Regions from separate parts of the Ovis aries genome. Here region 2 is linked to region 1. A link is a contact called in public Hi-C data. All regions are on one chromosome and are shown on one strand. The core of a region is the stretch at or near the end of the contact, and the rest is flanking DNA. Distances in the headings are between cores, read along the strand shown. Region 1 overlaps PDLIM5 (PDZ and LIM domain 5). Region 2 has its middle 50 kb from the start of PDLIM5.

Region 1 (6,026 bases), core at 44-2,543:
ACAAGGACAATAGCACATTTAAAGGATTGCTAACAAGTCTTTCAAATTCCTTATCTTCTGTGATTCATTTAGTCTTTATATACTAGAAAGTAATTGAAAGGTTTCTACTAAATAGATAATACATAAATCTTTCTGAAATGTTGTAGTTTTGAATCCAAAAGGTGAGAATAAAATATGTTTCATATAGAAATAAAATTCATATGTAATCACAGATTAGGACAAAAATTATATTTAAGATTAGAGATGTCTTAAATCAAATCTTGTAAATAACCAAATGAAGAAAATGTGTTCAGATGACAATTCTATTCAATCCTTATATAATTTTATAATACTATATTATTATACAATTAATATGAGCATATTTGTGTATATGCCAGATACTGTATCACTGACTTCAGCAAGGAAGCATATAAATAGAAGGTTTATATTCTGCAAACCATTTTAAAGACATGAGGTACTGGTGTGTGTGCGCTAAGTCACTTTAGTTGTGTCCAACTCTTTGTGACCCTATAAACTGTAGCCCACTGGGCATCTCTGTCCATAGGGGTTCTCCAGGCAAGAATACTGGCATGCATTGCTATGCCCTCCTCCAGGGGATCTTCCCACCCCAGGGACTGAACCCGTGTCTCTTATGTCTCCTGCATCGGTAGCTGGGTTCTTTACCACTAGCACCAGTATCATTATCATTTTCCTGAAGATTTACTGAAGAATTTTAGAATCATGGTATTCTAGACTCCAAGCCTCTGATCATGCTACAATTCACCAATCTCCATTCTCCTAAGAGTTGTAAAGAACTTGGCCCAGGGATGCCTAATAAGTGGTTAAGAATAAATGAGGAAAGAAGCTGGCAAAACATCCCTTCTTCAGTAATAAAGAGGCCACTTCTGACCAACAGAGCAAGTAAATATGGCTGGGGAAAGTAATTGCTTCATTCGTTGTGCCAAAAGAGAGGGTGTGCTTACGGGTTTGCAGCTTTTATACAATGCTGACTTCAGAGAAAAGAATCAGAAAATAGAACAGTGAGTCAAAGTACAATCTAAATTTAGTAGCACAGTTAACACTTTGGCCATAGGGTATTTTTGCAGGGTGTGAGAGATGTGTGTGTGTGAAGGACGGGGTGAGTAGGGATAGGTGACAGGAGGGAGCTAAGCTGACGGTCATTTAGATTTCAGCAGTCCCTAAGAGCACCAAAATGTCACACTGAAGATGTAGCTGTTAAACTAAGGGTAGGCTATGACAGGAGGAGACCCAGCATGGCACTGTCATTTACTAAAAGGATGGTTTCAAGGCAAGTTACCTAATCCTTCTGTGCTTTACTTGGCTCATACATAAAGTACTGAATAAGACTACCATGCACTTCACAGGAAACCTGCTGTGAGTGTTATATGAGTTAACATACATAAATCACTAGAACAATGATTTAGATACTATAAATTATGTGACAGGTGTTCTCATACCTGGCTCTTGTTCTGATTTTCACCACTTCCTATGCACCCAGTAGCAAGATGAATGTTATTAGAAAAGTTCATTCAAGAACTGATCTGTCATACAGATAAAATACAAAACTCTCAGAGTATTACAAACGGTTAATGAGCCTACTACTCAGAATTCAGTTCAAACTAGAGAATTCAGTTCGAACTTCATATAAACTTCTGTTTATAAAGATGAAAGCGAAAAAACGCTCAAGATCTTTGTGATATGGTCATATGTCAAAGACAGAAGATGATGCAACATCTTCATGAAGCCTGAGGAAAACTTGTAAGCACTGGAATAAATAAAGGTCAGCTAGAATTCTTCCTCTTGTCATACTCCATGACATTAGAAGGGCAGGAGGACAAGAAAGTGCCTGCTTTCTACTCTGCTGAGTGAGAGTAAGTGAGTGAGTGAAAGTCACTCAGTCCTGCCTGATTCTTTGCGACCCCATGGACTACAGTCCATGGAACTCTCCAGGCCAGAATACGGGAGTGGGTGACCTTTGTCTTCTCCAGGGGATCTTCCCAATCCAGGGATCGAACCCAGGTCTCTCACATTGCAGGCAGATTCTTTATCAGCTGAGCCACAAGGGAAGACCAAGAATACTGAAGCGGGTAGCCTATCCCTTCTCCAGCAGATCTTCCCGACCCAGGAATGGAACTGGGGTCTCCTGCATTGCAGGCAGATTCTTTACCAACTGAGCTATCAGGGAAACACTTTCTCCTCTGCTAATTTTTTTTTTTTAATAGTAACTTTTTTATTATGGCATGTCACTACTTACAGTGACATCTTTGGCCCCTTACAATAAATGCTGTTTATAAAAACATTCTGATCTCCTAGAAAAGCCAAATCATGCATTTTCTAATACAGAAATCAAGTAAATGCTATTCAGATAAACTTCAGCTCTGACACTCAGCTAGAGAGAATAACTCATTTATCCAAGAGATTCAGATAGTAGTAATTTGTTATAGCCAAGACATTTTAACTGAACATTCCCAGCTCCAAATTTTCATATATACAGCTTTAAACATTTTTTCTAGAGGCAGTAGCTACTTTCAAGAATAATGACTTAAATATTTTGAACTATTGAGATGCCAAATCTCAAGTAACTCCAAACATTCTTATGGTTTAATCAATAAGGCACAAAAGATTTCTAGATCTGCCAAGTTGACAATAGAAGCAAACAGCGTGAATCCTTATTTCTAGTACAGTCTCCAATTATGGATCCTGATTTCTAGTACATTTTTCAATATAGAGAATAATTATTATGCATTCTCTCCTTGTAAAAGAAAAATTCAAAACTAAACAAATGTAAATATGTTAAATTATAAGTTCCAACTGTCAGAGGTCATGTCCATCAAGGTCCTTTTCCGGGAATGCATAGAAACATGTAATCTAACAAGAGAAAAGAATGCATAAAGTAAGATAGAAATTAAGGAGAGAGAGAGGGGAAGAAAAGAAGAAAAGAAATTAAGGAATACAGAAGTCATTTAGCAACTAACTATACACTCTGTGGGCTTCCTTACTGGCTCAGATGGTAAATAATCCACCTGCAATGCAGAAAACCTGGGTTTGATTCCTAGGTTAGGAAGATCCCTTGAAGTGAAAGGCTAGCCATTCCAGTATTCTTACCTGGAGAATTCCGTGGACAGAGGAGCCTGGTGGGCTACAGTCCATGTGGTCGCAAAGAGTCGGACAAAACTGACTAACACTTTCACTTTTCTTCCCCTTCTTTAATATACTCTGTATAGAATCTCCTAGTATGAAACTTCAGGCATTATATTGGCCCAAATAGAGGATAAGCATGCAAATGACGGAAAATTAACTCTGCATATAGTATCCCAAACTTTAGGACAGAGAGCAGATATACATAAAATGGATGCTTTCTGCAAATAATCACTTGTGGAAACCAAGGACGTAGGAAATAATGAGTAGTCAAATAAAGCAAAACATGACTTAAAGGACAAAGTGGCCATCACTATGTACTTAGTACCTTAGTTGGCTTTTTCAGCTTACAGGAATCCTGCCAAAGCAATGGAACATTTAGGATTAGATAAAGTATTTGTTAGTCAGGTACTAATTTATATAAGGAAGAAACTGAGAATAGGAAGTTTGGCCAGCTGCAGGACATCAAATCTCCGCTGGCAAGGTAACTGCATAGCAAAAAGCGGTGAGCTGAGAAAGACCAATTTATCTGTGAACTATACTGGGCTTAGAGGGAAGTGGGTGTGCCCTGAAGAAGATTAGATGAATTCCTAACATGTTTTTAACTAGAATAATGTGAGTGACTCACAGGGAGTAAACAGGCACTTCATATCTGATGTCTTTTGGTTCACCCCTTTATTTCCTCTGTTATCTTCCCTTATAAGGCTGTCACAAAAACAGCCCCATTCCTTATCTCTTCCCAAGTTGAGAACTGGGGGTGTATGAACTGTTTCTACTGAATCTACTAAAACATAGGCATCATCCCTCAGATTTCATATTTCAGCCTTCAAAAGGGGTAAGGCAGAGTGAAAGTATCAGTCCATCTTATTTCTATTTTCCTGGTGATAAATGAAATTATTAAGGTTTTCTTTTCTAGTTGCAAGGCCTTCTTTATTAAAAAGTCATGATAAACGGATTTCAAAAGAAAAAGCTCAGGGTTGGAATGAATGCGGGATCGCAATTTAGTGAAGCCATAAGTCTGGGCTCTCCTGGACTAAGTAACCTTAGGGTCAAACCCTCAATCAGCCACTGATGTGTAACCTTGCGCAAGTTACTCAAACTTCCATTTCTTCAACTTAAAAAAAAAAAAAAATGTACTCTTGTATACAAAGGAAAAAAATATGAAGAACAAAGGGTGCAGCAGACAGCAAAAAGACCAGGGTAAGACTAGAATCTGATAAAGATCAGATGTCTTAAAAAACTGGCACACTAAGAAACCAGATGTCAAATACATCAAGTGGGGTAATGATGAGAGATGTGACAATAAGGATGGGAACGGGCTTTTCAGTAAAAACAAAAAGTGAACTGAAAGATTATTTAATAGCATTGTTACTCTCAGGAACAAGAAGGGGTGTCCAAACACTGATTAATATCCCAACAAACACTGATCTGTATCCCAACAGTACCCCTTAGTGACTCTGGTAGAAAAAAATCCCTACCATGTTTGCAGAAGTACAGTCAACCTACAAAAAGTACCAATGAACCACAGAGAAGGCCCACCAACCAAGCTGAGGAAGCCTGGAAGCAACTTTTAATCACTCTAAGGCAGTAGATGGTGATAAGATAAATCAGTCAGACCTCCTATCTCAGGCAATCTACATAATTAGTCAACTCTCCACACATTATTCAACACTTTAAGAAGGCAAAAATGCCTTCTTATATCATGCGAAATGCCAGGCTGTATAAAGCACAATTTGGAATCAAGATTTCCAGAAGAAATATCAATAACCTCAGATATGCAGGTGACACCATACTTATGGCAGAAAGTGAAGAAGAACTAAAGAGGCTCTTGATGAAAGTGAAAGAGGACAGTGAGAAAGTTGGCTTAAAGCTCAACATTCAGAAACCTAAGATCATGGCATCTGGTCCCATCACTTCATGGCAAATAGGTAGGAAACAGTGGCAGACTATTTTAAAAGACACTAAAGCCTAAATTAAAAGACATTTGCTCCTTGGAAGAAAAGCTATGACCGACCTAGACAGCATATTAAAAAGCAGAGACATTACTTTCCCAACAAAGTTCCATCTAGTCAAAACTATGGTTTTTCCAGTAGTCATATATGGATGTGAGAGTTGGACTATAAGGAAAGCTGAGTGCCAAAGAATTGATGGTTTTGACCTGTGGTGTCGGAGACAACTCTTGAGAGTCCCTTGAACAGCAAGGAGATTCAACCAGTCCATCCTAAAGAAAATCAGTCCTGAATATTCATTGCAAGGACTGATGTTGAAGCTGAAACTCCAACACTTTGGCCATCTGATGCAAAGAAATGACTCATTGGAAAAGACCCTGATGCTGGGAAAGATTGAAGGCAGGAGAAGGGGATGACACAGGAGGAGATGGTTGGATGGCATCACCGACTCGATGGATGTGAGTCTGAGCAAGCTTCAGGAGTTGGGGATAGACAGGGAAGCCTGGCGTGATGCAGTCCGTGGGGTTGCAAAGAGTAGGACACAACTGAGCAGCTGAAGTGAAGAAAGCAAAATGTGGTGGGCAGAATAATGGCCCAAATGGACAATCCAAAGGTGTCCCCTCTTAACAATGCTAAATTACATGGCAATGGGAATTAAGGTACTCGTAAGGTGAGGTGTAAACTGTTCATCAGCTGACTTCAAAATAGGGAGATTAACCAGGATTATCCAGGGGGCGGGATGTAATGACAAGGGTCCTTAAATATGGAAGAGGAAGGCTGAAGAGTCAGTGCTAGATGTGAGGTGGGAGGCTCTGTAGTGTCTGCTGCCTTGAAAGATGGAAATAATGGGAGCTAAAGAAAGCAGGCAACCCCCAGAAGACTGAAAACAAGAGAACAGATTCACCCCTAGAGCCTCCAGAAACCTGGCAACCCTGCCAA
Region 2 (6,694 bases), core at 621-3,120, 150 kb after region 1:
TTTCCTTGCCTGTGTTTATCATGGCCATTGATCACTTGCTATGGAGAATCACATTAAGAAGGGTTTAGAGGTCTAGTTCAGGCTCAACAAGAGAAAGTGTTCTGATTTGGAATTTTTCAAGAATTTTCTCAAAAATGTTAAGTTTAGAGGAATTATGGTTATATTTGGCAAGAAGAAATGTTCTAGCCAGTACACAGCACAGAGGTGTTTATCTCTACCCACTACTACTATTAGAATACTGGAAATGGCAGCCCACTCCAGTGTTCTTGCCTGGAGAATCCCAGGGACAGGGGAGCCTGTTGGGCTGCCGTCTATGGAGTCTCACAGAGTTGGACACGACTGAAGCGACTTAGCAGCAGCAGCAAGACATTTAGAAGAGCTGTTATAGTAGTTGTTCACAGTTTGGTAGTAATTAATTAAATAATCTAACCCCTAGGTGAGATCAATTGAGCCATGGGAGTGAAATGGGAATTGATTATGGGAGAAGAGAAGTAACAATTTGTGGGCAGGAGACACTAGAAGGTTTCCTAACATGTAAAATTCTTTTGAGAGATTTTGGCTGTCTGGATTGCCAATGTCTTATCTAGGTCACTGATGAAAATATCAAATGGAACAAGGCTTTGGTTTGACACCTGCTAAATATTATTTATGTCTTAAGGCCGACATCAAACCATTTGTAACCATTCTATTTATAAGTTTCCTGAGCACCCTTCTGAGTTTCCAGATATAAACTATAGTAGTGCTCTTGGCACTTGGCTGGTAGATTTGCTTGAAAATACAGATCTCTGAATTACCATCGGAATCTTCTTTCATAACTTTACTTTCCCCTGTAGCTCCAGGATGGTGGAAATTGCATGAGACAAAGATAGAAAGATTTGTATTTTAGCTCTAGAGCTCTAGCTTTAGTTAATTGTGTCATTTTGTACAAATTGGTTAATCTCTTTGAATCTCAGAAATGAAGGTCATCTGGGATCAGTATTTCCCAACCTATCGGCCTCAAATTCCAGAATGTCTTATCTATTGCCAAGGGCCCACAAATGCATGTGCACCCCAGAATTGTCTGACTAAGTACACTACCACATGTGAAAGATTGTGGTTACTGTCTCCAAAGAGGACTTTTGAAAATGGAGGAAAACACTGTCATAGTTTTGAACAAGCTTCTTTCTCTCTTAGGTTTTAACACATAGACCCCTTCCTCTATATTTGACAACAGTAAGAATATTTGACAAGAGTAAGGATAATCACTTCTGTTTTACAGTAAAATAACCTTGAGGCATAGAAAAGTATAATTAAGCTCTCCCATATTATATTCCGTGGTGGCTCAGATGGTAAAGCGTCTGCCTGCAATGCGGGAGACCCGAATTTGATTACTGGGTCAGGAAGATCCCCTGGAGAAGGAAATGGCAATCCACTCCAGCACTCTTGCCTGGAAAATCCCATGGACAGAGGAGCCTGATAGGCTACAGTCCATGGGGTTTGCAAAGAGTCAGACATGACTGGGCGACTTCACATATATTATATGATGGCTTCATCATTGTAGTAGGAATTGACTGCTATTGTTTGAGTAAGTTTGTTTTCTTTAACTGAGTACCATATATGATCTTTATTATACTTGGTTCCTTTCCCTGATGATAATTAAACAAATATAAATGTGTGGTTACATAATTGATTTGATTAAAATGTTCTTTGAGTAAGAGATTTCAATGAGAAACAGGAGCAGTGTTCAGTGAGCTACTTTTATAAAAGATGTAATTTGACTTTTGCCAGAAATGACTGGTGGAGTTTCACTGTCAGCTAACATGAGCTGGAGAACTTTGGCAGTCTGCAGGGCTAGCCACGTGGTGCCAGATACTCTTTTCACACTGCCAGGAGATACCTCATCTATGATGTCAAAACTCACAAGACAGTTGAGCTCAGAATGCAGGCTATGTACTCAGTAGGACACCAAAAAAAGTTGCTTGGGTCATACAAACAAACTGTATTTGGAACTGACGTCTTTGAGAGATCAAAATGCCATTGATATTTTAAAAACTTTAATCCTAACAAATCTTCACAGGGAGAACACATGTAGGGAGTTACAGACACACTTATGTCAGGTGTCTTAACTGATGAATGCCAGGAATTGTGGAATTTCTTAATTGTATCGAGGAAGATACACATTGTCCATTTCCAAGAGTTGATAAGGTTAAAAAAATTCTAACCAGAAAATATGATATTCCAGCTTAAAAGTGGAGGTTTGGCAGGATAACACATAAATTCAATGATTCTTTTCTTTCAGACCTACAGACTTTATGCTGTAGGTAAGGGATACACTGTGAATTTCCTTCGAGAGGTTCATGAACTTGTTTAGGCAAAGAGTCTTAGCCATTGGCTGATTAAATAATATGTTTTATGTATTTGTACTGCTAACTGTTAAATGTGCTATTAGCCACTATTGTGGCTAATATAATCTTAATTTGTCAAAAGGTATTAACAACTACCTGCCAATGCAGGAGACATGGTTTGATGCTTGGGTCAGGAAGATCCCCTGGAGAAGGAAGTGGCAGCCCACTCCAGTATTCATGCCTGGGAAATGCCTTGCACAGAGGAGCCCGGTGGGCTACCATCCATGAGGTCACAACAGCAATGGACATGACTTGGCAACCAAACACCAACAACAACATATGTATATATTTGTTTAGTCTACTGATCTTAAGAGTTTAAGAAGTCTCACATAGGGGTCAATGAAATTTTGCTTGTAAAGGACCTTCACTGTGAAAGGTTAGGATCCAGTCTTAATGGATTTCAGGTAGACAGGCTGGTGGAGAGATATTTTTGGCAAAGGAGGTTTCTTGCTGCAGCTGCCTGTAAGATAAAAGAAAGAGCAAAGCATATCTTAAGAATAAGCAACCTTAACCAGCATTCTACACGCCACAGACTAGATTTTACTTGTAAGAATAAAGCTTAGTGTAAGAAGTGATTTCTCTCCCAAATCCAAGATGCCACCTTATTTGTAAGTTATTGGACCAAATAATAACAAAAACAACAGATTCCAGGTATTATATACCTCTAAATCACTGATACTTTAAAGTTAGTGAAACTAGATAACACCTATTTGCTGTAAGAGGTAAAAAATTTTAAAATACTAGCTAGAAGCAATATTAAACTGCTATAGGTATAAGAGTTGGGGTTTTCTAGGTGGCACAATGGTAAAGCATCCGGCTGCCAAAGCAGGAGACGTAGGAGACGCAGGTTCAATCTCTGGGTCAGGAAGATCACCTGGAGAAGGAAATGGCAACCCACCCCAGTATTCTTGCCTAAAAAATTCCATAGACAGAGGAGCCTAGGCTATAGTCCATAGGGTTGTAGAGAGTCAAACATAACTGAGGCACTGGGCACACACACCACACACAGCTTTAAGAGGCTCTAGAGAAGCTAGTTATGGCAAGCGAGGTGGCTACCGCCCTCTAGTGGTTAGTGGTTCTCGCTCTCTCTCACCTCAAGTACCTAGACACTTTGCTAAGAAGTTTCCAGTTTCCTCTTATTCAATCAAAGCACCTCAAAAAAACAAAAAAACACGGAAAGATAGAAAACAGAAGTTTGCAATCTATTGCCATTCTCATCTTCAAATCCTAAGAGATTTTATCTCCCCAGGTTAAAGGCACACGTATATATTCATATACATATAGTTGGGTTTTGCCGATGCTCTCATAAATTTTTGCATTTAACAAAAAACATTTCTTGAATATCTACTACAAAACCATTTACACACAAAAAAATTATTCATAAAGAAGTATGAGATAATCCTTACCCTGAAGAAACGTTTAATACAGGAGAGGATATAACAAACACATAGAAAGAAAGCTGAGCGCCATAAAGAAAGCTGAGCGCTGAAGAATAGATGCCTTTGAATTGTGGTGCTGGAGAAGACTCTTGAGAGTCCTTTGGACTGCAAGGAGATCCAACCAGTCAATCCTAAAGGAAATCATATCCTAAATATTCATTGGAAGGACTGGTGCTGAAGCTGAAGCTCCAATACTTTGGCCACCTGATGCAAAGAACTGACATATTAGAAATGACCCTGATGCTGGGAAAGATTGAAGGCAGGAGGAGAAGGGGGCAAGAGAGGATGAGATGGTTGGATGGCATCACCAACTCGATGGATGTGAGTTTGAGCAACCTCCAGGAGTTGGTGATGGGCAGGGAAGCCTGGCTTGCTGCAGTCCGTGGGGTCGCAAAGAGTCAAACACTGAGTGACTGAACTGATACTGATGTACAAACATGAATTTTTTTTTTTTTACAATAAAGCCAAAGAGTAATAATGTTTTATTTACTAGAAAAGCAATTCTGTGATCTTACATACTTGACTCACTGGTCACTGAGAAGATTTTCAACTTTTAGCAAAATTTTTTAAAAGAAAGTTATAATGGAGAGGATGCCAGTGTTACAAAAATTGACACAGGTTTATGTGTGATGGGGGAGAATGAGGACACAGTCCTAGCTGTGTCTCTATTTAAACATGTTCTTAAACTGTTATATTAAATTGTTGCTTTGCTTGTAAGAAGATAAAAGGCTGGTAAGCCATTGTCAATAGTTTTCACTCTTCCAGGTCAATAAAAGGACATTATAGGACTAATTGTCACCCTAATGCCATACTTAGTAGTGAGCACATTGTCTTGTGCATGAGTATCCAGAAAACATACAACCTCCTAGTACATTTATACTTGATGGTTTCAGATTCCTTGCTAGCTAAGGGATAAAGTTGTTAAGAACAGAAATGGAGGTCTTATTGTTGTTGCTGTTCAGTCACTAAGTCATGTCCGACTGTTTGCGACCCCGTGGACTGCAGCAGGCCAGGATCTTCTGTCTTCCTCTGTCTCCTGGGGTGAGCTCAAATTCACGTCCATTGAGTTGGTGATGGTGTCTAACCATCTCATCTTGTCATCCCCTTCTCCTTCTGCCTTCAATCTTTCCCAGCATCAGGGTCTTTTCCAGTGAGTCAGTTCTTCATGGCAGGTGGCCAAAGTATTGGAGCTTCAGCTTCAGCATCAGTCCTTCCAATGAATATTCAGGACTGATTTCCTTTCGGACTGGTTTGATCTCTTTGCTGTCCAAAAGACTCTCAAGGGTCCTCCCCAGCACCACAATTCTAAAGCATCAAATCTTCAGCCTTCTTTAAGATCCAACTCTCACATTCCATATATGACTACTGGAAAGCCATAGCTTTGACTATACAGACCTTTGTCAGCAAGTGATGTGACTGCTTTTTAATATGTTGCCTAGGTTCGTCATAGCTTTTCTTCCAAGGAGCAAGCATCTTTTAACTTCATGAATGCAGTGATTTTGGAGCCCAGGAAAATAAAATCTGTCACTGCTTCCATATTTTCCCTTTCTATTTGCCATGAAGTGATGGGACTGGATGCCATGATCTTTGTTTTTTGAATGTTGTTTTAAGCCAGTTTTTATACTCTCCTTTTTCACCATCATCAAGAGGCTTTTTAGTTCCTCTTCACTTAATAAATGCTTCTATAACCATGTTCAGTAAATTCCTATCACATAAGTAAAAGGATATAATTTATACTCAGCATTGCATTTGATTGTGGACCTACATGTTACAGCACTATGTAAAGGCAGTCAGATAATACTGATGAAAGGTACTCTTATAGTTTAAAATTATTCCCGAGGATTTTTTAAAGTTTGTCAATGTGTAGAATGAGTCTCTTTGAAATTGTAATAGGCATAAAAATTTTTTAAATTAAGACTATTTTTTAGCATACATGTAAAAATATTGATTTAGAAGATAACATGACTTTGAATGTTCTCATATAAAATTTCTGAAGAACTTCATTGATTTTATAAGATAAGTATGAACAGATCCTATGATATCACAGGAAAAATAACCAATGAAGACATTAATTGCATTAATATAAAGTTTGATATTCATATCAATATTGTTCTCTGTCCTGGGCAGGTATATATGAGATATTGTGCTCTTTTCTGGATATCAAAGTTTAATGATGTCAACTTAATCACAGAGTTGTCAGCAGGAAACTTTGGAAGTTGTACTGAGAACAGCTGGACAAAGTGGGGCAAAATATTAAAGATGATATTTTAGCTCATTTTAAATATATGTAAGACTACAGTATAGAAGAAAGGGGAATGGGAAAGGAAAGAGATATTGAGTCTAAACCTAAGCTTAAAAATCCCACTGTTTTCTATATGAAATATGTCTCAAATTCATACCTTTCTTTCTTCTCATTTAACAAGTCTCCTAGATTTGTCCCAGTCTCTTTATTCTCAATGTCATTACTTTAATTTGGATTATTTTTATAATTCATTTTCTTTGGGCTTTGCTAGGTCCTTGTTGCCTGGTGGGCCTTTCTGAAGTTGCCGTGCGTAGGCCTCTCCTCGTGGGGGCCTCCCTTCTTGTGGTACACAGGCTCGCAGGCATGTGGGCTCCAGCAGCTGTGGCACAGGCTCAGCAGTTGCAGCTTGCAGGCTCAAGGGCATAGGCTCAATAGCTGTGGTTCAGGGGCTTAGCTGCTCTTCAGTATGTGGGATCTTCCTGGATCAGGAATCCGATCTGTGTCTCCTACACTGGCAGGTGGAGTCTTTACCACTGAGCCACCAGGGAAGCCTCTAATTTGGATTATTATAATAAAAGTGTATCTCATTTTTATAGCACACCCTGACCTCACCCATCTTAATTTGTTAC

The links. A called contact is a pair of places that touch in the nucleus more often than the background predicts.
Region 2: a contact with region 1 is called in a Hi-C map of muscle, with 2.2 times the contacts expected there. The contact joins two enhancer-like sites. A contact is called at or near these places in 2 of 16 Hi-C or Micro-C datasets (muscle and tail adipose tissue).

What each region holds. Positions count from the first base shown.
Region 1 is chr6:30,714,583-30,720,608 of ARS-UI_Ramb_v3.0, forward strand. The region is part of intron 3 of PDLIM5 (PDZ and LIM domain 5); the gene reads right to left. Among named protein-coding and RNA genes, the nearest start is that of PDLIM5, 100 kb to the right of the region's middle. Within about 2 kb of position 1,294, at least 25 of the 54 cell types and tissues checked have an H3K27ac peak or open chromatin away from gene starts, as enhancers often do. A contact at or near this core is called in muscle, where this site is marked.
Region 2 is chr6:30,864,316-30,871,009 of ARS-UI_Ramb_v3.0, forward strand. No RefSeq gene overlaps it. Among named protein-coding and RNA genes, the nearest start is that of PDLIM5, 50 kb to the left of the region's middle. Within about 2 kb of position 1,871, at least 3 of the 54 cell types and tissues checked have an H3K27ac peak or open chromatin away from gene starts, as enhancers often do. A contact at or near this core is called in muscle, where this site is marked.